Regions from separate parts of the Mus musculus genome. Here regions 2 and 3 are each linked to region 1. A link is a contact called in public promoter capture Hi-C data. All regions are on one chromosome and are shown on one strand. The core of a region is the stretch at or near the end of the contact, and the rest is flanking DNA. Distances in the headings are between cores, read along the strand shown.

Region 1 (4,495 bases), core at 1,058-3,557:
TGGCACGGACCTGAGGCAGCTCTGAGAAGGTCTCTACTGCTAACAACATGGCCAGGAGCCCCAGGAGCAAGTAACCTGGGGAGAAGAGGCAGTAGGGGCAGCTCTTAGGGTGCTCAGAATACCCCCCCCCCCACTTCCCAGTGTGACCATCCACCCTGGCACTACTTGAAACTCTCAACATGGCTCCCAGTGTTCTTTAAACTACAACACCCATTTTGTGCCCTAGGGTAGGATCTCTGTGAATTGTAGTCCCTAGTGGTCTATGGGAGTTGTAGTCCAGACCCTCTCTACCCTCCTCTTTTCTGGACTCACCAAGAAGTGCAAACTGCCCAAGGTGGTAAATGGCTGGGTGCAGGCCACGTCCATGGGCAGGCAGCAAGTCTCCTAGGCCGATCGTGCTGAGTGAGCCGAAACAGAAGTAGATGGCTTCTAGCAGGCTGCAGTCACCCTGTACACCCCACAGCACCAGTGCTGGCAGCAGCATGAAGACACAGGCCACCAGGAGGCCCAGTCCTGCTGCCTGTAGCAGAGCAGCCTGAGCTGGTGCCAGCTGCCAGCGAATGGCTACCCAGTCACCTGGGCGACTGAACACAGGCAGCAAGCAGTGGCGCAGGGCAGCCACAAGTGCTAGAGAGGCTGGCAGCCCAAGGGCTGCATAGACCACACAGAAGGCCTTTCCACCTGAGGAGAGTGGGGCCATGTGGCCATAACCTGGAAAAGAGAGAGAAGAGGGCAGCAAGCTTTTGAGTGGGCTGCCCCTGGCGGTCACTTTTTCTCCATCACCTCCCACAGAAGTCTGCCTTTTGGTGATGACATGAATGCTTCAGGCTGGGGTCCTCTTTTCACTGGATGGTGGACTGGCTTCTTAACCTCACTGGGTTACTGTTGTCTTTTCTGGAAAATTAATTCTGAAGACAGATGCCCTAGGCTGTCTGTAGCTGGAACAATTTAAAGCTGATTCTGGCTTTGAGAGACCCTTCCTCTTTATCTGTACTTCAGATGGAGACCAGGGAGCCCCATGCCTTCTAGGCAAGCGCTCCACAACTAATGTCTCCCCAGCCAGATCCTGACTTCCTGGGTTTGTCAGTTCTTATTTTTACCATTATTTCCAAATCTTCAACCTGTGGCATGCCATCCGCCTTCTTTCCCCAAATGTGTATCTGCCCGGGCTCTGGGTTATGGGAGGGAAGCAGGCAAGGGAACAAGACGTTCTGAAAAGAGGCAGCATGCACGAGAGACAGCATTTAGAGCCAGAGAAGCAGGGAGCAAGAAAGGGAGAGGTAGGAGACTGGGGCATGCTGGGAGAACAAGATCAGCAGGGTCCATGGGTTACAAAGGCCAAAGCTCCTAGGAGTCAGCTGTGAGGTAAGAGTGTAGTGAAGACTGGGTGGGCCAGCGGCCATGTGGTCTAGAGGCAGGCTCCATCCTGCTCCAGCCAATTGGAAAGGAAGTTAGAGATACATATTTCACTTTGAAAAGTATTTAGACTATTAGCAGGACAATGAAACAAAACCAACCCCCTAGGACTAGTTCTGTGCCTAAGCACATCTGTTCTCTTAGCCAGGAATTTCGCTAACCCGACCTACTTCTGCACCCTGTTCACTGGGCTCTGAGCACATCATCACCACTTCCTCCCCTCAGACTTCCTCGAGGGCGGCTCTAAGCTGTGCTTCCTACAGCATCTCTCTAGCCAAGAGTCTATCCCACCCAGATGTATTCTCTGTCTGGCTTCAGGCCTATGTGACCCGGGTTTCTCTGCTGGATGCAGAGTGCTGAGGGGCGGGGCTGGGGAGGCCACACCCCTCCTGGCAGCTTAAGTGGAGGCACCAGTTGGGGTGTGTTGTGTGGGGAGCCCCACTTGTGATGTCAGGTCTGATAGAGCCGTGGCTTTGTCTGGAGCTTTGGGGTGGGGGAAGGGCTTGCACCCTAGAGCTCTTGGGTCCTCCTCCTGGTTTGCTTGGTGGTAGTGGTGGTAGTGCCTACCGGTGGTGGTGAGGATGCTGGCAGTGAACAGCAGAGCTGAGGGCAGATCCCAGTTGCTTGTCTCTGAGCTGTTGCCCAGGCTGGAAACTCCATGGGCCTGTGCTCTCAGGACCGCACCTAGCAGCTCCTCCAGGGCCTCAGGTGGCAAGCAGGCCCTGTGCTCTGCCTGGAAGCTAGCCAGTTCAGCCTGGACCTGGGCCTGGAGGTGGCGAGCTGGAGGGCCCTCCAGGGCCTGAAGCACCACAGCCCCAAGGCCCATGGCCAGCAGGTGGGCCATAAGCAGGAGCAGGTATCGGGCCCATGGTTTCAGACTCCCCATAGCATGGCACTGAGTCTGGGAAGGTGAGGGAGTAGGCTAAGCCACCAGTGGCACCAGGGAGGGGCTGCGAAGGGCGTGGCGGGGAGGAGGTGCTGCGTGGGTAGGCGGCTGAGATGACTAGAATGAACGTGAATGAGGGAGGTGAGCCACAGCACGCCCAGTTTCTGGGGCAAGACATGGCAGCCGGGCACTGGGGGTGGGCGGAGGAAGACACTGTGGTGAGAAGACTGACTGGGTGAGAAAAGCCTGGAGAGATCCTCACACGAACGTACGCAAAGTCACGCCTCCTTGGTCACATATGCATCACTCATTCAGACACCAGGGAAGATGACAGACACAGGTTTGTCCTCTCCTGCTGCTCCCATAAGAAATCTGCTGACAAACTACCAGGGAGCAGCCTGCGGGGAGGGCAAACTTCCCAGGAAAACTCTTTGAAGGAAGTAATATTCCAACCAGAGAACAAGCTAGTTATGGTGCTGGAAAGATGGTCTGCTGTGAGGAACACTTGCTGTTCTTCCAGAGGACCTTGGTTCGATTCCTGGCACCTACATGGTGGCTCACGACTGCCAGTGACTCTAGTTCCAGGTTACCTGAGAGCCTTCCCCTGGCACAGGTATACCAGGTACACTTGTGGTAAAGACCCATGCAGGCAAAACAGCAATCTATATAAAAATATAGGGCCAAGTGTGATGGCGAATGCCTTCAAGATTTCTGTGAGTTCAAGGCTAACCTGATCTACAAAGCAGGTTCGAAGTCAGGGCAATAGAGTAAGATTGTCTAAAATAAAATAAAAGTTTAAAGATAACATCAGGGAAAAAGTCATATAGGAGTCAGAGACCAACCATGAAGAAGGGGCTGAGGAGACAGGTTGTTGTTGGCAAGTAGACCAAAGATCTTGTGAGGATGCTGAAGCATTCTGGGTGGGACAGTGATCGCCTAAGCAGAGGGTGGGAGAGGCTCTGTGGGACTCAGAATAGACACAGTTGGAGAGAGCATGAGGTAAGGGCGCTTGGTGTTCCTGACTCTTTGTTCTGGCTCTTGCTGCAGATCTCCTGCCTCTGCCTGGCTGGACTGCAGACCTGGAATGGCTACTTTGTGTAAATTGGGGGAGCTTCATTCATAAACCATGGAAGGACTGCCCTAAGGCATTGACTGGGTGGGAACCTCAAGGCCAGGTCCAGGCCACCAGGGAGGGTCACCATGCTTCCAGGTGGGTGGGCTTCCCCATATCCAGAATATGAGAGGCAAACCCAGGGCAAACCCTTGAGATTTTTCCCAGAGGTGAGTATCTCCCTGGGGTGAAGACGACACATCCTGGGAAAGGTTCCTAGAGATGACATCGCAGCTGGGCCTAGCAGGCAGACAGGGACCACCGGCAACAAGGAACCTCCGGGCAAAGCATCACTTGAATGGTAGAGATGGCTCAAGGAAAAGCCTGGCAATGGTGAGAGGCTGGCTGGGCTGGGCCTTAGCGACTACCCAGTTGCTGGGCTTGGTCCTAGGAGAGGAGGCACAAGGCCTCCTAGCTCTGCCTCAGCTACTTATCTGCCCAGAGTTCTAGGGGCATGAAGACAAAACACCAGATTACCTCCAAGAAAGGTGACATTACATTTGGGGAGACAGCTTACAAGTTTATTTGGCTTCATTGGCTCCCCAAGCCAAGGCTCCAACCTTGGCGGGGCAGTAGAAAGGCACCCAGAGAGCCCCGGCTCCAATAACTTCCAGGGTTGGGGGTCCAGGAACTCAGCCTTGGAGACAGGGGCCACAGTAACAGGACTTGGTCAAAAGTGCTGGTGACACCTGAGGTCAGCCCCTTTCCCCTGGACCTCCCTGCTCCCTGCTCCGCTCCTGGGGGCAATTCCCTGAGACAGGCTCTGGTCCTCCTAACCAGCTAGGTACAGTGTCAGGCCCCAGTGGGGCAGTAAGTCAGGGGTCCCTACAGTTTGTAGGCATGTGGGGTGTAGCCCCCATCCAGTGTGAAGGCTTTCTGTGCAGTGTAGTGTTCCTGACCCCCAAAGGGTCAGAGTCCCTGGGGGAAACCAAGGCAGCCACAGAGGCCTCCTGGTTCCTCTTCCAGTGTATGCTATGCCTCCTCGAAGGCAGCCGAAGCGTGGGGTGTGGTCTGGCCCACTCAGGGCCCTGCTTCTGGTGCCCATGGGGCCTGGGCACCCATGTCTTTGGTCTGCGTCCTGC
Region 2 (4,495 bases), core at 707-3,206, 190 kb before region 1:
AAGGTGTGGGCCACCACGCCCGGTTATTTTTAAAATTTTATTTATATGAGTAAACAGTAGCTGTCTTCAGACATACCAGAAGAGGGCATTGGGTTCCATTTCAGATGTTTGTAGGCCACCATGTGGTTGCTGGGAATTGAACTCAGAACCTCTGGAAGAGCAGTCAGTGTTCTTAACTGCTGAGCCATAGCTCCAGCCTCAGAAAACCCTGTTTTAAGAAAAAGTATTTGAGTATATGCATGTTAGTGCAGAGGCAGGATGAGAGGGTATCAGATCCCCTAGAGCTGAAATTACAAGCAGTTTTGAGTCACTGAACATTGGTCTTTGTGGGTTTTGTTTTGTTTTGAAGAAATATTTTGCCTGCATATAAGTCTGTGTACCAAGTATCCAAGATAGCCTGGAGCTGGAGTTAAAGGTGGTTTTGAGGGGCTGGGAATACAATCCAAGACCTTTAGAAGAGCAGACAGTGCTCTTCACCATCTCTTCAGCTCCTGAACTCTGGTCTCCTGTTTAAACTGCTAAACTATGTCACCAGCCCCACTTTGAGATTCTAAACAACTGGGAGATGGCTCAGCTAGTTAAAGCACTTTTCCCTTCTCTTCTCTTCTCTTCTCTTCTCTTCTCTTCTCTTCTCTTCTCTTCTCTCTTTTTTCCCCATTCATTTATTTATTGGCATCGTACCCCTGTCCAAGACAAGCACTTTGACTGTGAACCTGACCACCTGAATTTTGTCCCTGCATCCCAGATAAGGAGCTGGATGATGTGTGTTATTCCAGCACTCTTTTTTTTAAATTTATTTATTATATGTAAGTACACTGCAGCTATCTTCAGACACACCAGTCAGATCTCCTTAAGGATGGTTGTGAGCCACCATGTGGTTGCTGGGACTTGTACTCAGGACCTTCAGAAGAGCAGTCGGGTGCTCTTACCCGCTGAGCCATCTCACCAGCCCTTATTCCAGCACTCTTAGAGGGACATGGAAGTCAGAGACAGAATCTGCAGGAAGCTTAACATCCAACTGGGAGTATGCTACACAGCAAAGCCCTGCCTCAACAAGGAAGGGAACCCCTCCCAAACCTCTCTAGCTAAATACTTATATATCGACTGAAGTGTGCTCAGATTTTCCTAGAGCACCCTGAGGTCACTGTTGCCAGAGAAAGCTGAGCCCTGGCCTGCTACTGCACAGAGTTGTCTGGACTATGCACTGCCTGTTCTGCTATGTAGGCCAGGAGTACAGGGAGTCAGGCACTAATCCTTAGCAACTGAGTAGTCTTGAGGGCCAAAAAAGAAATGTGCAGATGAGACCACTAAAATAGATTTAAGAGAAAATATTTGGTTCGCAGGAGACGACACTTGGAGAGACTGACAGCATCCAGTGGTAAATGGATAGGCTCAAAACCTATGAAAAAGTGGGGTCCTGGCTGTTTAGGGGCAGGGAGGGCTAAGTTATCTACACCTAGTTACAAAGGAGGGAAGTGACTAACAGGAATTTAGATCTTGCCGTGACCCACCAAAACTGGTTAAAAAAAAAAATGTCCTTTCTTGCCACCGGTGTATTTTGTAGGCCGTTGGCAAGACCAGAGGCCAGCGCTGTCCATGGTAACTCTTTTGTGACTAAAAGCTTACATTCATTCATTTTCTCCTTTCATCTTGTTTCCAAAACAAATCCTGGAGGGCCGGTATCCCAGTTAGGTACCACGTAGGGATGGGGTCGAAATCACCTGGGTGGCTGTCAAGGCACGCCGGCTGGTCGACAAGTGATAGGCACTAAGGCCGGTTCTTCCCGCCAGACCCCTCCACTCAGGAAGCTCCTCCTCCGGAGGGCTGACAAACCGCCACTTCCACAGCATCCAATCAGATGTAACTGGAGGCGGGACAAGTTGCCGCTGATGGCTAATCAGTTTGTTAGGGCGGGGCTGCGGAGGGGCCGCGACGAGGTTTTCCCAGCCTTGAGAGACCCGGGTGAGGGCTGTGCGCGCTCTGCGCGCGCCCGCTCCAGAGCAGCCTCTCGGCGCGCTCTGTCCTCGGGTCGCGGCGCCCGTCACTCTCTGGTTCTGCTGAGGCCCAGGAACCTGGCTGGGGCAGGGACTGGAGGCGCGGGACGGCGCCTGGAGGTGGGTGCGGAGCGGGAGGCCCTGTAGCCGGGTGGGCGGGCGGGCTGGGGTCGACGCCTGTGTCCGTCCAGCCGACTGACGAGGGGTCAACTCAGCGAACCAGGGCGCAGAGCCCAGCGCTCGAGCCGCCTGCTTCCTGGCCGGTGCTCCCTTCTCTCTGATATCACTCCAGGCTATCACTGGGCAGAGGACACTTCTTCCCTTTTGCCCTCATCCTCCTCACCCTGTCTCCCTTTGTCGTCTTGGCATCTTCACTCTCCTGGTTGAACCGTTGGGTAGCTTTACCACCCCGCCTTGCCAGCGCCGAATTGTACTAGCGCCTTCAGACACCATCCATCTGGCTTTGTCATCTGTACCATCTCACCTGTTCATCTCGACTCTGTCCGTTCAGTCTACCACCTGCCTTCAGCCATCAAAATTCAACCTAGGTCCTCCTCCTCCTCATCTCCTCTCAGGGGACTCCTCCCTGGCACCCTGAATGTCCCCTACACCTGCCCCGCTCAGCCTCAGCCCCAGGCCTCTCCTTGTTTTTGCTCCTTTGTTGTCCCTGCAGCTGTCTCCTGGTTGTCTTTACAGCTGTGCTTTAGCCTCTATTCATCCTTCCACCCCATCAATACCAAACCCCAGCCCAGAATTCTCTCCACTTCGGACCAGAAACACTCGACTCTGCCAGCTCTCTTCTGGGTCTAGCCCTCTCCTCCCACAGCCTGGCCATCTCATGTCTCTTTCAGCTGGCCTGGTCTCCTCCAGCTTTCTGCATTCCAGAGAATTGCTCTGGCTTCAGGGGTCCCGACCTCTTCTGTTCTTCTTGCTCTCAGCCATTGGCACGCTCTCCTACTTTTCTTCCCCCAGCAGCTTCCCAGGGAGTCATGGAGCTGAACACCAAGAAGAAGCTTCACGCCCTGTCCCTGGCTGAGAAGATCCAGGTGCTGGAACTCTTGGATGAGTCTAAGATGTCCCAGTCAGAGGTGGCCCGGCGCTTCCAGGTCTCACAGCCCCAGATCTCACGGATCTGCAAGAATAAGGAGAAGCTGTTGGCAGACTGGTGCAGTGGCACAGCCAACCACGAGCGGAAGCGGAAGCGTGAATCCAAATACAGTGGGATCGATGAGGCTCTACTGTGCTGGTACCACATTGCCCGAGCCAAGGCCTGGGATGTAACGGGGCCCATGTTGCTCCACAAGGCCAAGGAACTGGCCGATATCATGGGCCAGGATTTCGTGCCTAGCATTGGCTGGCTGGTCCGCTGGAAACGTCGAAACAATGTGGGCTTTGGGACTCGCCAGGTCCTTGTCCCTCTGTTCCCTCCTGAAGCTCCTCCTGCAGTTCTCCCATCTCAGGCCCAGCCACCTCTTTCTCTTAAAGACTTCTCACCAGAAGATGTTTTTGGCTGTGCTGAAGTACCCTTGTTGTATCGCGCGGTGCCTGGCAGAGTGTTTGAATGTGATCGGTTGCAAGTACTGTTATGTGCCAACAGCAGAGGCACAGAAAAGCGAAGGGTATTTGTGGGTGGGCTCCAGGCGGCCCCAAGATGCTTCTTTGGGGTGAGCAGTGAGGCACTGCCTACCTCTTATCACCCTGACCTAGCCATTCCCTGGTCAGAGTGGCTGGCACAGTTTGACCAGGACATGGGACAGCAGGGCCGACAGGTAGCCTTGCTACTGGCTTCTGGAGTGGTAGAGGAATGGGCCAGCCTTCCTGGACTCCATCACGTTCGACTCCTGCCTCTCTCTGCCTCCAGCACCACTCCTTCCCTGCCTGGCTCTGTGATTTTGGCCTTTAAGGCCCATTACCGTCACCGTCTACTGAGCAAACTGGCTGCCATGCAGAGTGGGAAAGAGGGCACCTCCCTGGCGGAGGCCAGGGCTAGCATCACAGTTTTGGATGCTCTGCACATGGTGGCCGCAGCTTGGGCCAAGGTACCTCGCCAGCTCATTTTGAGCAGCTTTGTTCAAGAAGGGCTCGCTCCGGGCAAAACACCACTGTCCCTGGACAAAGACACTGAGATGTCACCAGTCCCTAGTGGGCTGAGCCAAGAGGAGTTTTCTCACTTTGTGGACCTGGAGGATGAGGACCCAGGGCCTAGAGTGTGCAAAGAGGAGACGGGTACTGAAGACAGTGGGAGGGAAGAAGATGGCTTTGAGCCCCTGCCCACCAAAGCCGATGCCCTGCAGGCACTGTGCACCCTGAGGAGGTGGCTTGAATGCAACAGTGCCTCTCCAGAACTCTTTGAGAAATTCTATGACTGTGAGGTGGAGGTGGAGCAGCTCTGCTGTCTGTGAGGAGGCATAGCTGCCTATTAGTCTCCCTCTCCTGTTTCCCATGGAAACGCCTCTCCAGAGACAGACTGGCTCTTTCCTGTGGAAATAGTATGTGGAGGG
Region 3 (4,495 bases), core at 1,241-3,740, 170 kb after region 1:
GACTGCTTTTCCGAAGGTCATGAGTTCAAATCCCAGCAACCACATGGTGGCTCACAACCATCTGTAATGAGATCTGACGTCCTCTTCTGGTGTGTCTGAAGACAGCTACAGTGTACTTATGTATAATAAATAAATAAATCTAAAAAAAAAAGAGAAGTTCTAATCTCATGTGTACTGGATTTTGGAAAGCCATCAGAACATGCTAAGAATTCTTGACACAAAAGTTCCTCACCCCACCCCTGGTCCAGTTGAATCACATTGGTCTCTTCTGCAAGATGGCATGACTCCATGAGCCAGGCAACTAGAACCTGTGTCCCCTCCTCCCAACAACAGCCCCTCCAGGAGAGAGTGCCAACTCAACCCCTACCTTTGATTCAGAGGAAGGCCTCAGGAACGGGTGCTCTGTGATGTAAGAGCCCAGGTGCCAGTGTGGAAGGCTGTCAGGAGAACGCCTGTCGAGCAGGTCTGGTCTGGAAGTCTTAGGAACTAAAGGACAGAAAAGAAACGATTGAAATCCAGACTAGTGCACCTACTGCCTTCCTTCCGACTCATCCTCATAGCATAAGTTTTTTGAATGTGTGACACTCACACATAGCCTTCTCCCATTCTTTCCCAGTCAGAGGAGAGCACCAGGCTCTGACTTGTTCCATCTTAGGACAGATGGATTAATGGGTGGATTGTTCTGTTTGTAGACATCGAATACACGTAAAACCACTACAGGTGCTGTCTCTCAGCGTGTTGGGATCCACAGTCCACACTGGCTTCTGGCATCTGCCCTTATTTTGGGGAGGGACTGCTTGGTTATTTTTTCAAAATAGAATCGCATGTAACCCAGGCTGATCTCAAACTCCCTATATAGCCAAGGATGGCCTTGAACTCCTAATCTAATTGTCTCCACCTCTCTGGAGCTGAGACTATACACATACGATTTACTCTTAACCCCAAAAGGCCCAGCTCCAACTAGATTAGGAGAGCCTTGATTTTGGCTCAAGACTTGCCATTGGTAACATGTGCTAAGGCTTCCTTTATCCTCTCCCTCTCACCCAGTGCTGCCACGAGAGCCCTGGACACGAGCAAGCCCAGCATGGGCGACAGTAAAGTTGATTTCTGTAACAGTGTTCTCCCAAGCCCGCTTGCCTCAGCAGGACTCTCTCCAGACGGTCCCCACCACACACAGCTCCCTCTCCTCTCATTCTCACCTTTGATTTGTCTTTTATTGCCAAATAAAAAGCTTGCTACCTCAACAACAAAAAGGAAGACGGATTTCTACCCTGATACATCAAAAATCCTTTAAGGTTTCATAAACACAAGTAATTATTACAAAGGACTGGGGCCATAAGGAAAGAAATGGGATCCAGCTAGCGTGGAGCACTCTGGGGACTCTCGTCGCTGATGGCCCGCCCTTGCTGGGCCAGTCCGAAGGAGAAAAGGCCGGTGGCTGCTGACAGGTCTCTTAGATGCCTACGGTTTTAGAATTGACAACCAATAGATGATCTAACAAAGGCCATTGTGTCTTCTGTCTGAGAAGCAGAGACTGTCCCAGAAATCAGAGCGTATCTGCTTGTGCACAGGACAACTCTGAGAATAGGCCACTTTGCCACCTGCAGATCAGCACAAAGGTCTTTATATTGTCTCTCCCCGCTCTCGTTCCAGCTTATTCTCCTTAGACACCAAGTTCATTAAAGCAGACATTGAAACAGTTAAACCCAATCAATTTCTCTCCACTTTCCATTCTCACACCCATCAGCTCCCTCACTTAGGAGACGCACTTGCAGGAAATGAATATTCCTCTACATCTGCTAGCTCTGAGCAGGAGGAACGTCTTACAGTCTTGTATCAAACTGGCTCTTTCCGGATTAAAAAGTAATTATTCCAAAAGACGGCTTTATGGTTAAAATTAAACTAGCTGAAAGCTATTAGAACCTGGACTTTGGACAAATGCCAAAGAGGGCGCTCTGGGCATCTCTTGAGAAGGGGGAGAACTCACCAGAAAGAAATCTTAAGCAAATAAGCATATTAAAAAAAAAAAAATAGGGAAAATGCTGAAACCTGTTCCGCCACCCTCCCTCAGTTAGAGGCACTTCTAACATTAGGAAAGCGAAACCAGCTGTGGGTGGGGCAGACCTGCCAGGTCACCCTGCCTGAAGAAACCCAAGATTGTGCCTACATGAGGGACGTGCAGCCGTGGCACAGAGGCAACAACCAGCTGGCACTCTGTATGGCTGCTTGCCTGGGGACCCGGCACGAGAACTGGATGAGACAGGTCCATGTGTCTGTGGTCACTGGCTCGCTGTTTGAAGTTAACTTCAGTGACTTGCCCTGGTTTGTTATTCCACAGTTTGATTAAGGAACAAGCGGCTAGGAAAACAAAAGAGGGCACTAGCGTGCAAGGAAAAGCCCCAGGGCGCTGAAAGCTTGCTGGGTCAGGAGTACTGGAGTCCCAGTGGGTGTGGTGGGGTAGGGACCAGGGCACATTTGGTAGAGCCAAGACGGTTCCGCGGCGCCCTCTGCTGGTCGATTGCGACTACACCTGCGGCTAGACTGATGCTGGGCTGACCCTGAGCGCCTGCCGTTTTCCTTCTCATCCTGCCCTCTGCTGGACAAGAACCCTTTCCACCTCAATCAGGCCTCAGAAAATAAGGTGTGTTAGGCAGAAATCTGCTGGGGGCAGGGAGTGGGGGAGGTGGGAAGCATCTATAAAATGGTCACGGTGGTCACACTACTGTCTGAGCTGTTCTCGAGTAGCAAATGAAATGCTCTTTTACTGGTGACTTTCTGCTTCCACCCTCATGTGGTCCTGCTCAGTTCCTTGGAAGATCTTTGACCCTATAAGAATTTCCGCTGTCTTGTTCACTATCTGACCTCCACCTCCACCTCTTCCATACTGAGGTTTGGGCTCAGGGCTAGCAAATGTTAGGTGAGCAGTCTGGCTGAGCTAAACCCCCAACTTCCTTCTTCTCTTCGAGACAGGAAGATCTGGACCTCATCCTACATCAGTCTCCTAGGTAGCTGGGGTCACAAGCCTGCACCACCATGCCAGTTCACAAGTATTCGTGGTCTTTAAAATTTTTTAATTTTTTAAAAAATCTGGACAGATGAACCATCAGTTAAGAACACTTGTTGCTCTTGCGGAGAACCCAGGTTTCGTTCCCAGAACCCACAAGGTGGCTCATGACCATCTGTAACTCCAATTCCCAAACATCAGATGCCCTCTTCTGGCCTCCATGGGCACCAGGCACTCTCACAGTGCACAGACAAACATGGAGGCAAAAATACCCATGCACATAAAATAAAATCTGAAGTACAAAATAAATTGTATCACATTATTTATTGTGTGGGAAGGGGAAGGCGTGTGGGGCTCACTGGCTCTCTGATGCAGCTCTGGAGGAATCAGCTGACTCCTTCCCCTGTGTGAGTTTCAGGAACAAAAACTTTACCTCCTGAGCCATTTGACCAGCTTTCACGAGTAAATACTTCTTCTTTCCCTCTCTTCTTCCTTCCTCGTTCCTTTCCTTCCTCCTTTCCCAGGATTTCAGGTATTCCAGGCTGACCTTGCTATGTGGCCAATTACGACTTTAAACCACTCGTCCTCCTGTGTCCACCTCCTAAGTACTGCGATTACAGGCATGCTTTACCACACTTAGTTTACCAGTGTGGGAATTAAACCAAGGGCTTCACGCTTGCTGGGCAAACAGTCAGCCAAGCTACATCCCTAGGCTCCGAACAGCCTTTCCGACAAGTCCGACATAAATTAATCTGCTGTTGATTATATGCTCAGTGTATAAAACTCCTACTAGCCTCTCTGTTCCCTGGGTAAACATATTACTGTATCCTTAGCACCTACCTACCATAGTACAGTACTCAGTGGTGTACTTGTATGTAGGTGCTTGGTAATACCTATTGAATCAACGCATAGATGAATCAATCATAGGAACTGGTATACAACAGCCGGAAATGGAAATAACAAGGTCAGACAGCTCGGGAAGAGGGACTCTATTTTAGGAGAGGTGGCATGGTGACGTATGTTCTTAATTCCTGCACTTGAAAGGCTGAAGCAGGGAGGACTCTGTGAGGTCAGCCTGGTCTACACAGTGAGTTCTAGGCCGGCCAGAGCTACATGGTGAGACCCTGTCTCACACAGCACCATGAAGGGCTGAGGGGATGGCTCAGCTCTAGTTGAACAAGCCTGAGAGCCTGAATTCAGTCTTTGGTTCCTGACAACCACAGTGGAAAGGAAGAACTGACTCCTAAAGTCGGCATCTGACTTCCACATGAGCACTACAACACACACAGGCTGTGGCACACATAATGTCCGCTCACGTCCACATGTGTAAACATACACACTAGTAATACATTTTAATATGGGGCGGGGAGGCATCTTCGCAGCTGAGCACCTGGACAGCATGTGTGATGCCTTAGGTTCACTCTCAGAACAAGCAACAAACGCAAGCAGGAGGGCCTTTCATTTTGAACGAGAGTCTGAAACACATTCTGA

What was found. Promoter capture Hi-C pulls out the DNA fragments that hold promoters and counts their contacts. Capture Hi-C pulls out chosen DNA fragments and counts their contacts.
Region 2: a promoter capture Hi-C map of adipose tissue shows a contact between it and region 1. The contact joins the promoter of Tigd3 here to the promoter of Kcnk7 in region 1. A contact is called at or near these places in 21 of 39 promoter capture datasets (the 3T3-L1 cell line, 3T3-L1-derived adipocytes, the C10 cell line and 11 more), 3 of 15 datasets of contacts at CTCF or cohesin (large pre-B cells, pro-B cells and stem cell-derived epiblast-like cells), 45 of 484 Hi-C or Micro-C datasets (3T3-L1-derived adipocytes, the AML12 cell line, the Ba/F3 cell line and 27 more), 9 of 115 datasets of contacts at active chromatin or transcription factors (astrocytes, craniofacial prominence, embryonic forebrain and 6 more) and 4 of 9 other capture datasets (adipose tissue, embryonic stem cells, liver and 1 more).
Region 3: a contact with region 1 is called in a promoter capture Hi-C map of neural stem cells. The contact joins the enhancer-like site here to the promoter of Kcnk7 in region 1. A contact is called at or near these places in 16 of 39 promoter capture datasets (the 3T3-L1 cell line, 3T3-L1-derived adipocytes, the C10 cell line and 9 more), 1 of 15 datasets of contacts at CTCF or cohesin (large pre-B cells), 8 of 484 Hi-C or Micro-C datasets (Th1 cells, bone marrow-derived macrophages, embryonic stem cells and 2 more), 9 of 115 datasets of contacts at active chromatin or transcription factors (the HPC-7 cell line, Th17 cells, bone marrow-derived macrophages and 5 more) and 4 of 9 other capture datasets (adipose tissue, embryonic stem cells, liver and 1 more).

The regions. Positions count from the first base shown.
Region 1 is chr19:5,702,283-5,706,777 of GRCm38.p6, reverse strand. Kcnk7 (potassium channel, subfamily K, member 7) reads right to left here and starts at 2,307. Exons shown (of 3, transcript NM_010609.3): 1 at 1,984-2,307; 2 at 313-711; 3 at 1-75. The coding sequence starts at 2,302. It overlaps Map3k11 (mitogen-activated protein kinase kinase kinase 11), which reads right to left. Exons shown (of 12, transcript NM_022012.3): 12 at 3,913-4,495. The coding sequence ends at 4,434.
Region 2 is chr19:5,891,589-5,896,083 of GRCm38.p6, reverse strand. It overlaps Tigd3 (tigger transposable element derived 3), which reads left to right and starts at 1,956. Exons shown (of 2, transcript NM_001362045.1): 1 at 1,956-2,114; 2 at 2,967-4,495. The coding sequence starts at 2,984. The coding sequence ends at 4,396.
Region 3 is chr19:5,527,531-5,532,025 of GRCm38.p6, reverse strand. It overlaps the pseudogene Gm31166. Among named protein-coding and RNA genes, the nearest start is that of Snx32, 19 kb to the right of the region's middle. Within about 2 kb of position 2,490, at least 107 of the 459 cell types and tissues checked have an H3K27ac peak or open chromatin away from gene starts, as enhancers often do. A contact at or near this core is called in Th1 cells, Th17 cells, adipose tissue and 5 more, where this site is marked.